2 separate regions of the Mus musculus genome follow, and region 1 is linked to region 2. Evidence: chromatin contacts called from public promoter capture Hi-C data. All regions are on one chromosome and are shown on one strand. The core of a region is the stretch at or near the end of the contact, and the rest is flanking DNA. Distances in the headings are between cores, read along the strand shown. Region 1 holds the start of Hspbap1 (Hspb associated protein 1). Region 2 holds the start of Eaf2 (ELL associated factor 2).

What was found. Promoter capture Hi-C pulls out the DNA fragments that hold promoters and counts their contacts.
Region 1: a promoter capture Hi-C map of pre-B cells shows a contact between it and region 2, with 5 times the contacts expected there. The contact joins the promoter of Hspbap1 here to the promoter of Eaf2 in region 2. A contact is called at or near these places in 9 of 39 promoter capture datasets (the 3T3-L1 cell line, 3T3-L1-derived adipocytes, the C10 cell line and 5 more), 1 of 484 Hi-C or Micro-C datasets (CD4 T cells), 2 of 115 datasets of contacts at active chromatin or transcription factors (astrocytes and large pre-B cells) and 1 of 9 other capture datasets (adipose tissue).

What each region holds. Positions count from the first base shown.
Region 1 is chr16:35,768,981-35,771,680 of GRCm38.p6, forward strand. It overlaps Hspbap1 (Hspb associated protein 1), which reads left to right and starts at 1,406. Exons shown (of 8, transcript NM_175111.3): 1 at 1,406-1,559. The coding sequence starts at 1,496. It overlaps Slc49a4 (solute carrier family 49 member 4), which reads right to left and starts at 390. Exons shown (of 9, transcript NM_153550.4): 1 at 1-390. The coding sequence starts at 261.
Region 2 is chr16:36,826,981-36,829,680 of GRCm38.p6, forward strand. It overlaps Eaf2 (ELL associated factor 2), which reads right to left and starts at 1,279. Exons shown (of 6, transcript NM_001113401.1): 1 at 1,071-1,279. The coding sequence starts at 1,176. Iqcb1 (IQ calmodulin-binding motif containing 1) reads left to right here and starts at 1,420. Exons shown (of 15, transcript NM_177128.4): 1 at 1,420-1,512; 2 at 2,024-2,093.

The DNA.
Region 1 (2,700 bases), core at 156-2,655, 1.1 Mb before region 2:
TCCGGAGAAGCCATAGGCCTGGCGCGCCGAGTTCTGGATGGGGCCCCAGGTGTTCCAGACCAGGCCCTGGGCGAACGCGAGGAGCGAGAAGAGCAGCAGCACCAGCCAGCGGCGCCCGTACACCCTCCCGGGGTTCGGGCCCGCCGCAGGCAGCACGGCCGTCGCCTCCCGGCCCCTGCGCGCAGCCCCCGGCGCAGGCCCGAGCCCCGGCCCCAGCAGCGGCTGCCGCTCCTCCTCCTCGCTGCTCCAACCCGAGCCCATGGCGACGCCGCCCGCCGGCCCTGCCCGACGCGTCCCGGTGGCCGCAGACCAGCCGGGAGCTGACTGGGCGGGTGGAGCGGGAGCCGGAGCCGGAGCTGCTCTAGTCCTCGGCCTCCCGGGCGCGTCTGCTGCGCCTGCGCCGCCCGAGCCCGAGGGGAGGAGGCGAGGCGGGGTCCACCCTGCTCGCTGGGAACCCAGGAATGCCCCGGGGAGAAGCCCGGGACCCTACGAGTGGAAAGGGTAGAAGATCGCGGCCGGCTGGGAGACTGGAGCGAAGTAGGCTGAGTCAGTCACTCGCGGGTTGCTTGGAGGAAGTGCCCAAGTTTACATCACGTGCCTAATAAACAACTCGCTGACCTCGGGTCACTTATCCCAATGCTTGGGTCTATATTAGGCTTACTTTTGTTTTTATTGGGTTTCTAACTGCAGAAATTATAGACGGCAGGATACTGAAGTTTAGGAAGGTCTCAGGGTATTGTTTCATGAAGACCATTTGGTTTTGTATGTGTCTTACGCATCCAGTGAGATTATAAACTAGCCAATTTTCCTTCATACATATAAAGAGTTTTTTCTACCCATTTTGTTTGTCATGCAAACGGGTAAATAATATGGATTGTGTTAAAGTTGGAAGACAGTGACCTAGATCTCTCTCTTGGTATGTTAGCCAGACTAAATAAACGGCAAAAGCTGGAGATTGTGCATCTCTTGACCACATAGACATAGACATTCATTTGTTCAAATGCACAAATCCAGAACTCTGACAGCTGCCTGTGTCCTTGAAAACTAGTCATTTGCTGACATATCTGGCTCAGCAAATGAGTCACAGGGAACGCCTTCAAGGGGTTCGTATTCCCAGGCAGTCACGAAAACCAGCTGGAATGGCACTGATGCCAAGGGAACCAACAAGGTGGAAGAGTAGGCACGCCAGCCCCGGGGTCTCCTAAATCGCGAGTCCGACTGAGAGAAAGCCAAGGCGAAGATGGAGGATCCGACTAGAGAAGGAAGAGAAACAGCAGACGCTAAGGGTGGAAGAAAGGAGCCACAGCCCAGCCCACGTGCTCGCCGCCTTTCAGCTTCCAAAGAGCAAAACAAACCGGCGTGGCCACGCCCAGCGCCGTCACGTGACCGCGGCGGCGCCGGTTCCGGCAGAGGCGGAGGATCCTTCCTGTGTGGAAGCCGCAGATCCCGGTGAGCCCTCTCACCTGGCGCTCTCTCCATCCTCGGCGCGATAACCATGGCAGCAGGCTGCGAGGGCATCGCGCCCCCGACCCTGGGCGAGAGAACTGTGGGGGAGGAAGGTAGGTGCGAGCCAGGGACGCCGAAGTGCCTCCGAGCGGTGCGGATGGGCGCGGCTCCATCCCAAGTCTCGCCCGCGGCGTGTTAGGCCTGGGAGAAAGTGACTTTTTAGAGCATGTGGCTTCTTAACGTCGTGCGGATCAGTTTTCTGATCTATCGGGACAAGTACCACTGTGGAGTAAGAAGTTCCTCTGAGGACTCCAGGATCGCTGGCCTCTGAGGGAATTTTGTGGCAATTCTCTTGTCTCTGTTGGGATTCCAGGTGTATGCGACCATAACTTTTTATGGAGGTCTCTGGGGAGTTCGCCAGACTTGTGCACCAGGGGTTTTTACTTGACAGTCCATCTCTCCTGTCCCAAATCATTCTCTCATTTTTTAAAAAACCAATTTATCTTCCTGATAATGTGTCCTGTATCCTATTTTATGCCTCTCTTATCCACCATTCAACAGCAAAAGTGACACGTAAGATTCTTTAATAATTTGTATTGGACTTAGAACCTCCACTAAAATCCAAGCTCCAAAAACCGTGACCTACACAAAAATTTAATTTGGGGTCTGTTGTGTTTTATAAAAATAAGGAGAATATGTTTGGTGGATGTGTAGTCAGGTGTTGGGGAAGGGGGTGCCTCCGCTCCGCGGGCCCATGCTGAGGCATCCCTTCCCCTTGAGGGACCAGCCACACAAAGGTATAGTAGAGAATAGAGTTTCTTCAGGGTATGGGAGCGGAGTTGAGCGAGTAAAGGCAGAGAGAGAAGAGGAGTAGAGGCCGGCCATGAGCACGTGGAGGGGGGAGGGGAATGGAGAAAGGTTAAGGAGCAAGGGCAAGAGAGCAAGAGAAAGAGGAGGGGCAATCAGCCCCTTTTACCATGAGTCAGACACCTGGCTGTTGCCAGGTAACTGTGGGGCGGAGCCTGGAGAAAATGCCCACTGGGTCTGTTGAGGTCTCTAAGCATCTCTTCTGTTTGTACATTCTTAAACATTTTTAATTAGCCATAAAATGTGGGTTTCGTACGTTCTTGACTGGTCGATTCCCTTTCCATCATACTTGTACCCATCTTGCAGGTTCCAAATATCTCTAACCCTTGCATATTCTACTAGATGTTAAGCGCTTTGTGGAAATAACCTGTGGTGGTTTGAATAAAA
Region 2 (2,700 bases), core at 29-2,528:
ATTCCACCAAAACATGATATTTTTGCTTAATGCAGCCTTTTTATAAAGCTTAAATATAATCAATGGAAGGTTAAACCCATTGGTTCTTCCTACATTTACTCTGAGTTATTATAGATGAATTGTCTACAACTTAAACTTTGAAGACTGAGTTTTAAATGAGTGTTTTTCAGAATATAAACCTTGTAAGGAAAAGGACAGAATGGTGGAGAATGTAGGACAAGCAGACAGTAAAGAAGAGCTGGGCTGCAAAAGAGATGTGAAAAAAAATCTACAATTTCACACACACACACACACACACACACACAGAGGTCACAACTCAGTGACCTTTCCCTTATGCGCTAGAATTCTGTGGCCTATTATGCAAAAAAGAAGTTTTACATACAAAATTAAGTTATATTTTTCGTGCTGGCATCTCATTTAATTACTAAAACGAAAAGGCTCATTATAACCTCTTTTTCAACAATATTAGAGATAACCTATTAAAATAGATCCCAGAGAACAAAACACCAAAGGGTAGAAATCATTAGGAGGTAGATTTTTAAAGTAAAGAAACTAGATAAAAAAATCTTTCAATTTTTGATAATCAGTAATTACTTAGTTGACCATGAAATCTGAGATGGAAAGAGATACAAACGATTGAGACAGCTGACAATCTCTTCCCAAGAACAAACTAAATGGGAACCCTCATCAGCCAGAATGGGGAAGAAATGTCCTTGTGGCCTCTCCACATCACTTTTGCCCTGCATTCGGTCCTTTGTTCCATCTGTCTGTCACCTTTTCAAACTCTGCACCATCCACTTGTCACGCTAGTCTCCACAGCCACCCGTGCAGATCGTCCCACAAAACTTCCTCTCAGGTCTGTCAGTCTCACTTAAACCCTTCCAGGGTTCTCCTACACTGTGGGACGCCAGGTGCCTGCACAGAGGCTGGCAACTGGGTAGTGGATCACTGTGCCATCTGGTCTCCCGGGGAGCAAAGAGCGGCGGGGACAGAATTACAGAATCCGGAGGAGTCTGTCTCCATACCACCCTCCCATCCCAGAAGGAACCCGGGGTACAGTCTGCACTCACAGCGCACGGTGTGGAAGGCACAGCGCGGCTGCTTCTCGAAACTTTCGCCTAGCTTGAGAACCCGCTCGCGACGGTCCAGGTATGCAAGTCCCGCTGGTCCACTCATCCTCGTCCCCTGCCTCCCGCTTTTGGCCTTCGCCGTCCCCTGCCACAGCCTCTGGAACAGCTGCACTGGCTGCGAGCTTGAGTTCGGTGCCCGGGACCAGCTCCTTTCACCTCCAGACGCGTGCGGCCGCCCCTTGGAGCGCCCCGAGTCTTGATTGGCTGTCTGGAGACACCTGCCCCGCCCCTCGCCCCAGGGCCCCGCCCCGCCCCTGGCCACCATCCCCGCCCCTAGCCCCCTTCCCGCGTCGCGACGCACACAGCTCGGCGGAGACCGCCTCGCTGAGGTACGCTGTGCGGGTCGGGCCCTGAGGTGGACGGACGCGGGGAAAGAGATGAGGTAACAGACCCGAGATGGCGGCTGGGATGGAGGAAAGGCCCTAGGGGGGCGGGGAAGCTAGGACGCCAGACACCCAGGGCAGAACTGCCTGGCGGGGCCTGGTAACGGGAGCGTGGGCCTCCTCCGCGCCGGGCCCGCAGGTTTGGTGTGGAAACGGACGCCTGACGAGAGGTGGCGGCCGGGCCCAGGCCTGGGGCCTCCTGAGGCCTAGCTGCTCTGAGGCGGGTCTGGAACCCCAGCCGCGCCCCCTCAGGTGATGTGACCAGACTGGAAACCTCTGGAAGCCGCGCAGTTACCTTTAAGGGCCGTTCATTTATTTATTTTTTCTTCTTTCTTTCTTTCTTATTTATTTATTTATTTATTTATTATTTTTTAATTAGCCCTTTAAAAACACAGGCTTTTCCCGCCGGGGTTAGGACCTGAGGAGGGGGCGTTTCCGGAGGCGACGGAGAAGCCTAGGGTTAGGGGTAACTGACTGCTGTACGTTTGTTTCTGGCATTTGTTTCTGTAGTGATTCCTGGAAGCACTGAAGAGCGCGGCCTTGGGACTCTTGATTTCTCAGAGATCAGTCTAGCAGTAGGGTAAGAGCGTCAATTGATTGATAATTGCCTTCACACACACACACACACACACCCCACCTCACAGAAGTGTTATGAAGTAGGAGAAAGCGTGCTTTGTATTGGAGGATTATTCAGAGAAAGTCTACAGTGAGCCCCCTCAGGTGATTCTTCAGGTTAATTGTGGCATCAGACTATGCTTTCAGCACTTCTACCTTAAATAGGTTTGTCAATTTATTTTTTTCAGATGGATGAGGGATTATTTTTTGCCTTCTACCCTTTAAAGATACAAGGAGAGATTGTTCAATGTATTTATGCACGAAGGTTCTGAAGCCAGAATCTCTGGGCTTGTACGTCAGCTTCATACTCTCAATGTGATTTTTGTGCAAGCAAATCAAACAAATGTGTTTATCATTAGAATTGGGGAAATAATAATAGCTATGTAAAAAATAATGCCATTCCTTAGAATTGTTGAGGTGGTTAAATGAGTTAATACATGCTCTCTAAATAATTATTTTGGGTTCAGCAATACTTTCATATTTTTAGACTTAATCATTGCTGAATGCCTTATAAATTTTGAAGTCTAGGGACAAGGGATGGCTATTATGTTCATAGATGAAAACACTGGTTT